2 separate regions of the Mus musculus genome follow, and region 2 is linked to region 1. The links are chromatin contacts, called in public promoter capture Hi-C maps. All regions are on one chromosome and are shown on one strand. The core of a region is the stretch at or near the end of the contact, and the rest is flanking DNA. Distances in the headings are between cores, read along the strand shown. Region 1 holds the start of Nepn (nephrocan). Region 2 holds the start of Gcc2 (GRIP and coiled-coil domain containing 2).

Region 1 (7,603 bases), core at 1,347-3,846:
AACTGAGTATCCGGGAGAACAGGCTTTGTAAACTTAGGACTGCATGTCTTCACAAGTTAAAAAGAGAGGCAGCCAAATGGAGAAGTGGTCAAGGTTTTCTGAGTGGAGAAGGTCACAGTGGTAACTGCAGGTACAAGTTATGATTTTCATAGACCCAAGTGATATAACTAAGATGGCTGAGGTAAAGTGGAATTGAAGAGAGCTGCGTTTTTTGAGAACAAGAAGGCACGAGACTGGGACACTAGACTTGGCATCGACGTAAAGACCAAAGACACCCAAGAAGATCCAGGACTTAGGGTGGAAGAGAAGGCAATGAGCTGGTAGGGAAGAGGCCAGGCACAGAATGTTGAGGGGGGAAAGGGAAAAGAAAGACTATTATGGACCAAAAATATGAATCTCAGAGAAGTAAACATTTTTACAGGCAAATCTGATTTAAAAATCCTTTTATCCTAAAGGCAGAAGCAGATGTTTCAGACTTTTATCCTGAATCTCAAACATGACATTCAATGACATAATCCTAAACAGTTAAATTTTAAGAACAAGTCACAAACCCACTAAAGTGCTACTTATATATTAGTGTTTATAATTAAATCATATAAAATTTGTGTTACTAATAATCTGAGATTTACTCAAAGATAGTTTTCTTTACATATGGGCACTAGTTCTGTTAAGTCTAAACTAAAAAAGTAGAATAGACCTTGTATTCACTGTAGAATATGCATTGTGTCCACTGTATACAAGTGAAATATGGAACCTTAGTTTTTGTTTCTTCAAAAAAAAACAACCTCTTTCACCGATCTTTCTGACATGACCTGCCCTTCTAAGAGACAAATGACAGAGTTAAAGTCATGGAAATGGCAGTACTACTGTTCAATAAGCCCAAACAGGTGACAAATTGACTCAATCAATAACGGAATTTGACAAATCATCAATTCACAACAAAGTGGCAGGATAGGATTATGACCAGAGTCAGCAGGCAGTTTAGGTCCCAGCACAAATATTTAAGTGTCTCCCATTTACCCAGCTGTCTTGTTTAAATGCTAAGACCAAACAGGCAAGGTCAGATTTGCTTTCTGGTATTAGGTACCATTAGAGTAGAAGAGGAAAACAAACACAGGGGATGATTGTACTTGTTGAACCTCAATAGTAACACCATGCCATTTATGTTAAACGAAGACACTCCCGTGAAAAACTCTTAATAAAATAAAAGTGCATGGGTGCCTCTATTTGGAGGGGAGATAGCTTAACATAAACCCACTCAGAGAGAGGCTAGCTCCCAAGTTTTCAGAGAGCTAGTTCCTTATCTCAGGGCTTGGACCTCTGAGTAAATAGCAGTGAAAACTGAAGGGAAAACAGAACTGCCACAGACCCTTCTATCTAGAAGAGGACTTATCCATTGCAGCCTTCACACATCATCAAGGCTATTAAAAATGAGACACAGAGATCTGCTAGTAGCTTGTTTAAGATGCTTGTGTATCTAACTAGAGGGGACCTTTGTCTCCTGCTTCCTTCCAAAGCACCAGAAATCAAAAGTAAATTTCTTTTAACTTGTAAACATCAGAAGAATCTATAGTACTGTTTCGAGGGTCCTCTGGATATGGAAGCAAGATGTTGTAATTCAAGGCATATCTCAAGTTCTGAGAACTGCCAGTAACAGTTTGACAAATTTAAAACCACATATCTCCATCTAGGTTTCCACAAAGTTCAGGCACCTGACTGGATGTGTATGTGTATGAATGAGTCAGCTCTACCAGGTCACCTTATCCTCTTATGACACTCTGTTCTATTACCTATGGGGTAAAATAAAAGCTTTTTGTTTTGGTATGACTTGTGTTGCAAGCAGGGCAATTGTGCTCCTTAAGAAAGAGCTTATACGGGCTGGTGAGATGGCTCAGTGGGTAAGAGCACCCGACTGCTCTTCCGAAGGTCCAGAGTTCAAATCCCAGCAACCACATGGTGGCTCACAACCATCTGTAACAAGATCTGACTCCCTCTTCTGGTGTGTCTGAAGACAGCTACAGTGTACTTACATATAATAATAAATAAATCTTAAAAAAAAAAAAAAAAAAAAGAAAGAGCTTATACTTCTTGAGCACTTTGTCACAGCTTAGTTTCTCAATTGTTGAATAAAAATTGAATCAAAATCCTGGCTTTCAGGGCAAGGTGTATGTGGCTAGTTCTCAAAAAATACATATTCAGAGGCACATAGCATCCCACTGATGCCCAGCAAGCAGGTAATACAAAAGCTTAACTTGAGAATTAACACTTTTCAGTGAGAATGATTTAAGTTAAAACCCCCATACTTATCCCACACCCTCCCCCCCCAAAAAAAAAAAAGAAACTGTAGCAACTCTGATAGAAAATGACATGATTACCTGAAGGTGCTGGATTCTGCTGTGGCTAATGTAGAGTCTCTTGGTGGTGGAAGGAATGCCTGATGGGAGTTCCATGAGCCTGTAGCATTGTACAGACTGCATAGAATCACAACTGCATCGTCCTGGACAGTTTGCACTGAGGCCATTGGTAAGAGAGAGCCCCAAAAGAAAAGCCCAAAGCGGGTGCATTGTCCAACACAGAGGTTTGCAAGTAGCAAGCAACTGTTCAGGTGACACCTTACTTTTTATACCACGGAGTCTGATAACAGAATCTTTTGAATGTGTGCTTGTCCTTGTGAGAAGACAGGGGGTTGGGGGTAACTCCATTTGTTCCATTTGTCTGGGTTAGCAATCATTACAAAGAGGAAGGGCGTAAACATTGATAAGCTGCCTTAATATCTCTAGGTGAACAAAACCCTGTGTTATTTATGGCTTGCAAGTCTAAACTGCAAACACTTCTATTATCTGTAGTTTCCTCAGTTTTGTTAAATGTGACACTAAGGAATTAGTGGAAAAAGACAAAGAGCTGTTTTATAGTGGGCCATAAAACCTTTGCATTTTCTGTGACCCTATATTAAAACCATTTTTGCAGGACCTAAGCTAGCAGGTGTTTTCTTCTCACATTAATTATTAAGGGGAAATAGGCAGGTTCGATATTTGTTACCATTTTGGTGACATTTTATTGCTAGATGAAACAATGGGTTGCAATGAGAAATATTTAGAACCACAGATAAGGAGCTTAGTTTATCTACCTCTTAATTCACCCAAACATAATGCTTTGGGAAAATATCTTTCTTATTCAAAAATATTAAGTCTATTATAAACAAAACACTTAGTTGACTCTATTTGACTTCGAACAACAATGGTACAAAGGCTCTTTATTTTCTTCACAGAGATTTGCTGGTTGTGAAATCTTGTAAAGATGTAAGCGTAGAGGATCATTTTATCCAGGTACCCTGGTTGTCTGTCGTAGCTTTGTGTCCTACACAGGGCATTGGAGCTGGGGCCTTTGGGAGTGTTTAACAGAGAACTGAGCTCTGTTATGCTGCCAAGCCTCTACGAGTGCTCCAGAGCAAACCTTTGCTGTAGAAAAGCTCCTCCAGGGACCCCTGAGCTCAGATGATATGATTGCCCTTTGAGGCCAGTTTCATTGACTTAATAACCACTGATTTGACTTTCAGGGTACCAGTATTATGTGTCTTTCTCATTTGTTTTTCTATTTGCTAGGCTGTATTCTATCAGAGACTAAGAATGATAAAATATTTTTCATCAATATTATGCCTTTAAATATCTTATTGCTTTTGTCTAATAATAGTTACTTTTTAAGTTTTTAAAGCAAAAAGTGTATAATTGATTTTAATAATCTGGAAGAAAATAGAAAAGGGCAATCAAGGTGGCTCTTTGGGTAAAGGCAGCTGCCTGCAACCCTGATGACCTGAGTTCAATACCTGAGACTCATAGGCGAGAACTGATTTTCAAAAGCTATCCTCTGACCTGCAAGTGCCCTTCCTTCCCCCCTCTTTCCCTACTCTCTCTCTCTCTCTCTCTCTCTCTCTCTCTCTCTCTCTCTCTCTCTCACACACACACACACACACACACACACATACACACACACACACATACACACACACACACACAGAGCAAAATGTAATAAAACTTTTAAGGACAAAAAATAGCAAGAAGGCAGGGAAGTCAGCTTTAGTTATATCACAAAGTTAAACATTTTTCTAGCCCTTTTCTAGGCTTAGGCTTTGAAAAGACAAGAGAAATGCTCACTGCACATTTTATGTGCGTCTGGATGTTGCTAAACAGATGACTTTAAGTTACTTTCATATTTTGTAGCATCTAATGTGGAGATCGAAGGCTCCTTTCAGTATTTATTGTGCTATGAAGTTGCTATAGACCTGGTATGGTGGAACACCGTAATCTCAACTCAGGAGACTGAGACGGGAGAATTGTGAGTTCTAGGCAAGTCTATTTTATATAGGAAGACCCTGTCTAAAAGAAAAAAGAAATAGCAGCAGGAAGTCCCCTGCTGCTCAGCTCCTTTCTACTGACATCTGGAGCTTCTGCATTCTGACCAAGAGCTAGACATACATGGCTCAGGTTTCTAGTAATTGAATGCCTAAGATCAAGAATAAGGCATGTGGTTCATTCCGAGCACTTCTGATGTTTTTACCAGGTTTCCTGGAGGGTGGAGGAAGGAAATGCTGATCAAGGAATGTGATGTATTTCTCAAGCACAGAAACACAATGATTTACCCAACAGCTCTATTCAATATGTACACCAAAATCTAGGTTTTAATCTTTTCGGCACAGTCTCAAGGAACTAATCGCCTCCAGATTTGAAATGGGCTTGGACTAGGTTTTGGTTCAGCTTCTTACATCAGATTCCTTCCTGACTTATTATTTTTACTCTCCTCCACAGAACCTATTTTTATTTTAAGGCTAGGTTGTTCCCAGTCACCTAGTGGCCTGAGCAGTGAGAGTTACAGACCAGTGCTCAGTAGCCAGTCCCCGAGCCCAGTCAGTGCCTTAGCCCTCCAGTTTTCCTGGGCAGGCCCAGCAGCCACCTACATATTTTCAGATCTGTCTTCCACCTCGGGAGTAGTCACAGAAAATTCAGGAGCTGCCACAGACCCTACCCCCTGGCCTTTCTCCTTGACCACTGCCTTTTTGCAATCCCTTCCCTTTCCTTCTCACCTGCATGGGGTATGACTTCTCACGAGGGCTTACAGGAGATGGTGCTGTGCATCACGGAACGTCTCAAGCCATCACTCACTGCAACACTGCAGCTGAGGGAGCTCTTTGGCTACATGAAATGGCCATGTTCACATTGCAGAGAAGGATCTATGTACAAAAGATGCCTCTGTGAGGGGTTGCTGGTTCATCTTTGGACCTGTCACTACTAGAAGACATGTGACCTGGAAAGTTGCTTGAATAAGGTTAATAAAGGGCCTAGGAATGAAGCTACCAGCAGTAGGAATGGCTCCAGTGGCAGGCAGTATATTTCAATAAAGCTCACTGAAATTCGTTCCTAGAGACGAGATGAGCCTGACATTGGTAGAGTTCTCATTGGCAACAGTGGTTTGAGCTTCCAGCAGCAGTAGCTTCTCCCAGGTCCTATTCAGATATCTGATGTAGGTACCATCACTTTTCCTTTATAGATGTGGCTGCTCTGTGTAAAAATCAAGGTAGGTGCCACCTAAGTGGATTCCTGCTGCAAAGAGTTCCTTTTTCTTTGTTCGCAGGATTTCAAGGGCTTTGGGCACAGTGTGCAAGTTGTTCTTAAGTTATGACCAGAATCAAGAGCAATAGCATACGAGCCGTTCCTGGGACAGCCTGCAAAGTAAAACACTTCTGGTTCTCATGAAACTATAGGGGAAGGGACAGTGTTATTGGCTTCTAGTGGGTAATAGGCAAAGATAATCCAGCTAAACACCCTATAGGGACAAATGTCACCCATGGGGGGGGGGGGGGAATTTACAGTCCAGAATGTCAGTATTGCCATTGTTGAAAAAAAAAAAAAAGGAAAAAACTACAGGAAACACAAATGAATATTGACTTTTACTGATCTATTAAAAACCAAAGATCAAAAATAATTGGCCTCTACTCTAAAATTTTATTTTTGGAGCAATTATCACCAAAGGCACCATGAAGAACTCTGTAGAAATTGCTTTTAAGTGAGTGTTCCTGATGTGTTAAATGGAGGACTTAACTCTTGTTTCTGACATTTTGATGAATTTTAATTAGTGTCACAGGATATCTGCATGAGAAGGAAGCTCAGAGATAATATTCTGAATAACCTCTTCACTACTATCCATAGAAAATTTAAGTCCAGAAAAGAAATTGACTTACTATATCAGGCCTGATCTGGCTCATAATCTGACCATAAACTTAACAGAAAGCTTTACAAAAATAAAAAACACATAGACTTCTTAGTATTAAAAAATACTTTAAGGATATTTTAATGCATATACAGTTCTTTCAAAATAGTTTATTCTGAAACATGCTGAATACAGGTGTTAAAGTAAAACAGAAAAAATACACTTCATTTTTCTTTTTGTTTTGTCTTGTTTTCTCTCATAAAATGAAGACAGCTGGGAATAGTGGTACCCACAGTTCCAGCACGTAAGAGGCTGAGGCAGAAGAATAGTGAACCTGGGCTACAAAGCAAGTCTCATAAGTAGTTCTGTCAATGCATTCGTGTAGTCTAAAAATTGAAGTACAAAGCAAAGAAAATGTATTTAGAAATGTACCTCCTCTTCAGGAAGGGTCTTATAGAAGTAATCTATTAGAAACATAGCAAAGGAGGTTAATGAGCGGGAGTTTGTGTTTGGTCTATGAAGACTGACAACCTGGGAAGTAAACAGTAAGTTGACAGTGAATAAAGAGAAAGAGTCAATGACCGGTAAATGCTGATAGCCATTGATAGATAGTGGTCTTAGATAATGAGCAGTGGGGGACGGTAAATGAAGAGTGTGGGCTTAAAGACTAACTGAAAGTTAGTCTTAACAGTACAAAGAAATGGGAACTGAAAACTTTTGTCATGCTTTAAGTCTGTATACACCGTACAAAATATAGCATCTGAGACCCTTTAATTGTAGAACAGAAGAAAACAATTTTAAACCTTAAATTATCCTGAGCTTAATAAACAAGACAGAATATTGCTAAATAAACATTTCTATGTTGAAGACATATTATTTAAATTTTAAAGACTAATGTGGATTAAGAAATATGTCTATGCCTTAGACAGTATAAAAATCTATTTAGATATGCTCTGTTGCATGTATCAAAGGTGTTTGAAAAGCAACTGCTTTTAGAATTTCCTAGGTAAATAATGAATTATCTTAACCCTCAAAGTCATCTACAGTTACAGCATTCCTCCCGGAGTCCATAGAATTTGAGTTTTGTTTTGTTTTGTTTTGTTTTGTTTTGTTTTGTTTTACAAAATTTGTGTGTGCACGTGTGTGTGTGAAAGCACACATGTTCATATAAAGAAAAGGCCAGAGGGTGACCGTAAGTGACTTTTGTAATTCTACAATTTAGTTTTAGAAGCAAGGTCTCTCACTGAAACTGGATCTCATTGATTCAGCTGGATGGGCTGACCAGCAAGACCCCAGAAGCCTCCTGTCTGTCTCAAAGCACTGAGAGCATAGATGCACACCACCAGATATGACTTCTTTTATGAGGTGTTAAGGGTCCCAACTGAGGCCTTCATTCTTGGTC
Region 2 (7,603 bases), core at 3,384-5,883, 5.9 Mb before region 1:
CTCCTGATCACCCAGGGTGAAAAAATAAGAACAAGGAAACAAAGACAGTCTGTCTTGACATTACTGGGAGACCAAAGACTCCTTAGGACTTCCTACTTCCATACTTCTGGAAATCATTTCTAATTTCTGTGAAACTGAGAAAACTTCTGTTGCCTGGTATCATAGCATATACCTTTAATACCAGTACTCTGGATCAGGTGGATCTCTGAGTTATAGACAGGCCTGGTCTACAAAGAGAGTTCTAGGAAAGCCAAAACTACACAGAGAAACCGCTTTTTTTTTTAAAAAAAGAAAAATTTTCTGTTCAACAAAACTAAAACTTTCCATATGTTTTTGTGCTTTTGCTCAGCATATAAAGTTCTACAGCAGGTCATAGCTCTCAATAAAGAGTAGAGCAAGCCTTAAAAAAGTAGAAAACAACAAAGTTTGGAGCTGAGACAGAAGGATGGACCATCCAGAGACTGCCCCACCCGGGGATTCATCCCATAATCAGCCCCCAAACCCAGACACTATTGCATACGCCAGCAAGATTTTGCTGAAAGGACCCTGATATAGCTGTCTCTTGTAAGGCTTTGCCAGTGCCTGGCAAACACAGAAGTGGATGCTCACAGTCAGCTATTGGATGGAACACAGGGCCCCCAATGGAGGAGCTAGAGAAAGTTCCCAAGGAGATGAAGGGGTCTGCAACACTATAGGTGGAACAACAATATGAACTAACCAGTACCCCCAGAGCTCGTGTCTCTAGCTGCATATGTAGCAGAAGATGGCCTAGTCGGCCATCATTGGGAAGAGAGGCCCCTTGGTCTTGCAAACTTTATATGCCCCGGTGGTACAGGGGAACGCCAGGGCCAAGAAGTAGGAGTGGGTGGGTAGAGGAGCTGGCGGGGGGGGGGGGGTAATAGGGGATAACATTTGAAATGTAAATGAAGAAAATACCTAATAAAAAATTGGAAAAAGAAAAAAGTACGTAATAATTTACGCTTGCCTAGAATGGTGGTGTATGCCTTTAATCCCAGCACTCAGGAGGCAGAAGAAGGCAGATACCCTGTTTCTATTATTTCTTTTGTTTCTAAAATTTCCTGTGCAATCATTCTTAGGTACCCGTAGGGACAAATCTATCAAAACCAACTGTTAATCCAGTCAGTAAGTTTGACCAAGATGCCTAGCAAAGAGGTGTGCAGTGTAAGGAAACAGTGCAAACCTTTACAGGATCACTGTCAAAGTCCAGTTTCAGAACTGCAACAGATCTAAAGGGCAGCCAGAGCAATTCTTTACAGGAAACAGAGGCTTCAGGAAGCCGGAGTGCCATGCGAATGGAGAGACACACTGGAGCCATCTCCTGAAACTGCAACAGGTCTGTGGTGACTGTTACAGGTGCAGGATAAAGGAAATAGGAAGGAAAGCAACTCAAAAGTTAAATGGTACAAAAACTAATAATGACACCTAGTGGTAGGGACCTGGCAAGGTTAGTTGAGATTACAAAGGGAATGTGTTACCATCCCCCACACTGCCTGAGGAGGCTAGAATGGAAGCTATCAAATGTGGGTCGGCAGCCAAGTATAAATCTATCTGCATGTGATGGAAGTGCTACATATGGCCAAGTTTTCTAGGGAGATCAGAGCAGGAAAGGTACTTTAGTACTAACGACAGTCAGGGAGGACTGCCGACTCTTTGTTTGAAGTGAGTCATGTCCCCTTCACTCTGAGTTAAACAACTAGTAGGCTAAACCAAGGCCAGTGATGAGGAGATCAAACGAAGAGCAAGAGTGTCTGCAGCAGGGAGACAGTCCTCACAAAGATTTTATCTATTACTGGGCATTTCCTATAAGTAAACAAAAATTGCCTCATTACCTTAATAATATCATCAGTTCCTCCATCAACAGGTTTTGATTTGAGTTCTTCAACTTCTTTGTCTAATTCTAAATAATAAAAGAGATTCCAGGTCAAAAATCAAGAAAATAATTACTCCTAAACTGACAAGTACATGCTGAGAATCCCAAGCCTATAAATTAGAATGGATTTAAGAAGTGAGTACTCAGAGAAATGGGAACTCCATCCAAACAGCAGCAGTCGTTTTTCTTCTCCCGCTTACTATGAACAACTTCCTTTGGAAGAGCGGCCTACCTTCCCACTCCCCTGCTTTAGTGCACATGAGTACCTGCGCTTCATCTGAAGCTGTACTCACGTCTTCTTCCTTTCCTGTCTTTCCTTATCCGTCCACATAGACGTAGAGGGCTTGCTATGTTGCCCAAGCTGGTGTTGAAATCCTGGGCTCAACGGATGCTTCTGTCTTAGCCGCTAGAAAATCAGAAACCAGGTGTGTGCACCCCTATGACAAACTACCCTGAAAACTTGGAAGCATGTCCCATACATTCTATTATTTTTGTTGTAAATATTTGCTGTATAATCTCAAAGCAATAACTAAATTTCTATCAAACACGTGTATTAATCTATTTCATCAATACAGGTCTAGTTCCAAAGCTTAGGTCATCTCCCCAAATAAATTACTTGAGTACAAACTGTTTCAATTTCTAAAAATAAACTCTATCTGTTCTGGTTAGGAAAACAACAAGAAGAACAAACCCTTGGCGTTTAAAATTTTAAGTTAATGAGAATTCAAGAGTTCTTAAATGGGGCATCGACCAACTCCAGCATGTGCCTATACTTCCAACTTCCCAGAATGTCTGGAGGATTACACCTTGTGCCTTTTACATTTCAGCTGATTTCTCTAAAAGACATATTTAATTTAGAAAAATTTACAACTCATACGAAGTAAAAAAGGGTTTCATTTTACTATTAAAAAGATATTCCAGCCGGATGGTGGTGGTGCACGCCTTTAAATTCCAGCACTTGGGAGGCAGAGGCAGGCGGATTTCTGAGTTCGAGGCCAGCCTGGTTTACAGAGTGAGTTCCAGGACAGCCAGGGATACACAGAGAAACCCTGTCTCGAACCCCCACCCCCACCCCCCTCAAAAAAAAAGATATTCCTCTTGGGGTGGAGAGGTGGCTCAGTGGTTAAGAACACTGGCTGCTCTTCCAGAGGACCTGGCTTCAATTTCCAGAACCCACATGGTGGCTCACAACTGTAACTACAGTTCCAGGGAATCCAAAACTCTAACAAAGACATACATATAGGCAAAACACGCGCGCACACACACACTGAATTAAAAATTCATTTGTTCCTTTACTTATTCAAAGGCAACTGCAGGGCTAGGCATGGTGGTCTACTGAAAAGCTCTGATTTAAACCCAGTACCTGTACACCTTGCTTTGGCTTTCTGCAGGAGCATCATTTGCTTCTTGGCAAACTTGATGAGATCTTCTCTGGGCAACGTTTCTAGCTGAAAGATGGAGTCGTATTATTGAGTTTTAAAACCCATGCTTTTAGTACGGCCACCAAAAGAAACACAGTGTCTGCCGAAAACCAAAGAGAGACACTCTAAACAGTTGAGCCAGTCACATTTTTTAAATTGAGAAACGTAACTTCAATAACTAAAAGTAATTAGGTGAATGGAAAATCAAACCAAAACCCCAGCACAAAACTCTTACAGAGAACACTGAGTTCTCTAGCTGTACAAGAAGGGCTTGGAACTCAAGATTTCTCGAGCTGTAGAACTCATTCTGTTGGAAGCTAACAACATAACTACATTCACAGGTGAATCGGGTCACATTTAGACTTCAACTAAAATATTAGGGTTTACTAACTGAAAATTACTTAATCTTTGTGCACAACGTTTCCTCATCTGCAGAATGAGAATAGGGAAGATACGTATTTCAGGAAGCTTACCTGAAAGAATCTGTTACTTCAGCAAATGCCTAGAAATCAGTCTTCAAACACTACATTTTGGTAATAAATTGTGCCCCTACCTTTCTGAATCACTTAGCATAAAACATTGCACAGTGCTGTAAGAACAACCTTATTCCACCCTCAACTCTGGAGCTGGAGCCAACAGGATATAGTTCCTTGCTTCTTCCTGCCTCTTATCTAATCCCCTCGGCTTCGTGTCACTGTGTAAACTTTCATTAAACAGACTAGCTAAATGTTTGAAATACAGCATCGTGCTAACAAGGAGCAGGAAGTAAACAAACTGCTCGCACATCAGGAAATTTAAAAAAGAACAGGAAATCTGTAAGTAAATTAAAATGAAACTCCCTGAGGAAAGGTTAGTTCTTTTTTTTTTTTTTTTTTTTTTTTAAATAATTCTCCCCATGCCAAAGTTTTCCGATTCATTAACCTTATGCGCTACAGGGAACCAGGCGGCTGAGTGCTCTCCTCACCTTGGATTTCGGGGTCCCGGAGGGTGCTGCAGCTACGGCATCTGGAGCAGAATCCTGTAAAACAAACCATAAAAAGAGCTCATCCCAATTCCAGGTACAAGGCGCGGCCAAACAAATCTGTGCAGAGGAGGACCCCTTTAGGCGGTAGGGACCGGAGCTGGGCCGTCGCCACGGCCGGAGCCAGCACCAGGTTCAATGCCAAGCGCCGCGGCGGGGGTCTGGGCGCGAGGGCGGGGACAGGGTGCTCCCATGCCCTCCCACCCCTCGAGCGGCACAGCGGGCCAGCGGGGCGGCGCGACGCCCACCGTTACCTCCATCGCGGCTGCGACCCGCGGCTGCCTCCACCGCCTCTTCAGGAGTCTCGGCTGCTCCGCCTCCGAGGCTGCCGAGCGCGGGTCAAAGGTCTCGTTACGAGGCGACTACGCCTCCCCGCGTCTCCAAGGCTACGCAGAGCTGGCACTTCCGCTTCCTCCTTGGTGTCCGGGAGGAAGTCGTCTTTGCGCAGGTCCCCTGGCCGGTGCCGGAACGCGCTGAGTCGCCCTGCACTACTACCCTGTGCCAGGTGACAGGTTTGAGCACACGTTCCTTTGATCACTTCGTTTTCTAATTTTTAAAGATGTGCTTTACAAATATAACTATCCCGACTAGCAGGCATATGTGAAACAAATAGTTTTATAGGTGACTTTAATTCTGTCATGTTCAAAATAGGTTCCTCTGTGAGTAGTAATAAGGAATAAATTACTGAATCCGTTACTTTCTCAGGAGTTTCAAAATGCTGGCATGCTGTCTCTGTATTGCTAAATATTAATTTGCCGGCTGAGGTGCTTCTCGTGTTGTTTATATTGTCAACTTGAAAGGATCTAGAATCATCTAGGAGAGAGCCTCTAGACATGTATGTGAAATTTATCTAGATTAGATTACTTGAGCTATGGAGACCCCCAGTAACTGTGGGTGGCAGCATTCCACAGACTGGTAACCCTGGTTGCATAAAAAAGGATAACTCAGACTGAATTCCAGCATTCACTTCAAAGAACCCATCGAGGTCACAGTGTGGGAAGGTACACGTGACTAGTCTGATGAGGGCCCTCCCTTGTGGTTACGAATGAGAGAAGACAGGGTAAAGAGATTCCAGGTTCTGTCAAGAGTCCTGCAGGCCTTCTTTTTCCTTGTAGTTGCTCACAAGGGGATGAAGGCAAGATAAGGAAGATAAAACCAATCCAAACCCCAGAGGACTCTAGAGAAGGAAGATACTACAATATAGATTTTCGTTGTTATTGTCTAATAGAACACGTTTAGACTGACCTAGACCCTAAAATAATGCCTGATATTTTTCTATAGTTAAGCCTGGCCTAAACATAAACTAGAGGACAGAGCAAGTGGCCGCTGGTGGCGAATATTAATTAACATGTTGTATTTTCATAGGTGAGAGGGTGTTTTTCAGCAGGTTTTTCAGGTTGTCTACTTCCAGGTGTAGACATACACTAATTGCAGGTATAGGCCTTCAAGCAGTTGGGCCCTCACCCCCAAGTAGAGCCAGAGCGTTTTCCAAGTTCCGTATGGGAAAAGCCAGGTGTTTTTGTTGGTTTTGATCATGGCTTCTGGAAGTCATATGGCATGACCTTTACAAAATATAAAGACATCAAATTCCCTGGTAATACCGTGAGGGGAGAAAATCATTACCCCCTGTCAGTCCTCAGTCCCAATACACAGCCCAGCAAGCGGCTGTGTGCCTTCTCTCTTATTTCTCTGATCCTTCAGGAACAGTTATTTTTTTCAGTTTTACAGTGGTGGACCAAATTCCTTCTGTTCGTCAGGTTTCTTGCACTATTTAAATTCAGTGAGAAGCTGGGTCTAGAGGTGGGATTTTCCTGTAGATACATTTTTTTTTTAAATCTTAAATTGCCCTCTGACTGAAACATCATGATTTGTATCATGCTGGTCTCCTAACTTTGTATTCAGAGAAAGGAGAACAGCAAAATAGCCCAAGGTAAAAAGCATTAGGTTCTTGAAAAGAGCTGAAGAGTAAACTATTCCCAAAAGAGAGTACAATTGTTTACCCCTTGAAATAAGAACAGCTTCAGTACCCTGAGCTAGCACCGATTTGAATATAAGCTCCCTGAGGACTAGGTTTCTTGGTACCTGAAGGCACCATGTAAGCTTCCAGAGAAGGGAACAACAGTCCTTTCCGGCTATGCCACCTTTGAACCACATCCACCAGCACAGCCTGGTAATCAGAGTTCAGTATGACAAGTATGCCTTGGACTTCATTGGACTAATTTGACTTAAGACCTGCTCAACAAGAGGGAAGCCATGCCTCATGGAAACCAACCTAACTACTCAGTGCTACTTAAGTTGTGGTTGTTGGAGGAGAGTCTACAACCATTAATTTACTAAGCCAGCATAACCCCCAGCAATATAAATACTTGTACCCTCAGATGAGTATAGTCTTTACCCCTCATCAAGGAAACTTTTCTTTGCAACAGGTGGAGCCACTAAGAAACCCACAGTCTATCAGTATTCAGAGTATGGAGCTCAGTCCCAAGGGATCTGGCTACAAAATACTCCCACACCTCAGGCTCAGAGAAAATTGAGGAGGAAGGGGTGGAAAGATTTTGAGAGGCAGAGAATCAGGAAGTATGGTGTGAGATTCTGTCTCCTAGTAATGCCAGAATGTAATCTCACCAACATGACTGCCCAAGAATGAACAAGGATGACATCGGTGGACATGGCAAAGTGGGAAGAGAAGAGAGCATTAGGCCTCCACTCCACATAAAGAACTACAGGTATCTGAGGAGAGCTGGGAATCAGAGAGGTGGTCCTTCCCAAGGAAGGGTACATGAGTTGGTTGTCCAGTACCAAATAGTCCTGAAAACATAATACAAGTAACATGAACTAAAGAGGCTATATTTTGGAATATATATGTATTTTGTACATATATGCATGCAATAACAACTTATGAAAAAATCCATGAATTTGATGGAGAGCAAAGAAGGTTATATTAGAAGGGTTTTGAGGGAGAAATGAAAAGGGAGAAATGTAATTATTGCTAACCTACCCTGGTCAGAGAGACTAAGTCTTTGCATATTGAAGGTTATGTGAAAAGATTTATATGGGATGTCCAGGGGACTCCAGGTTTAAGAGTAATTAAAACAAAGCACTTTTCAAAAAAGCAAGCAAGACATGAGGTAACATTTATAGTTACCTTAAGCAAATACAAGTGCATTGAGAGAATAACACCTGGTGTTATATCTTATCACCTTTGGCCACCTGACAAGGGCCAAGAGTATTCTCCCAGACCTTTGTCATTCCCACACAGATATTGTGCAC

What was found. Promoter capture Hi-C pulls out the DNA fragments that hold promoters and counts their contacts.
Region 2: a contact with region 1 is called in a promoter capture Hi-C map of frontonasal cranial neural crest. The contact joins the promoter of Gcc2 here to the promoter of Nepn in region 1. A contact is called at or near these places in 1 of 39 promoter capture datasets (frontonasal cranial neural crest) and 1 of 484 Hi-C or Micro-C datasets (CD4 T cells).

What each region holds. Positions count from the first base shown.
Region 1 is chr10:52,386,601-52,394,203 of GRCm38.p6, reverse strand. It overlaps Nepn (nephrocan), which reads right to left and starts at 2,596. Exons shown (of 3, transcript NM_025684.2): 1 at 2,376-2,596. The coding sequence starts at 2,564.
Region 2 is chr10:58,252,556-58,260,158 of GRCm38.p6, reverse strand. Gcc2 (GRIP and coiled-coil domain containing 2) reads right to left here and starts at 4,633. Exons shown (of 23, transcript NM_027375.2): 1 at 4,588-4,633; 2 at 4,277-4,330; 3 at 3,255-3,339; 4 at 1,851-1,918. The coding sequence starts at 4,593. It also overlaps Gm9919.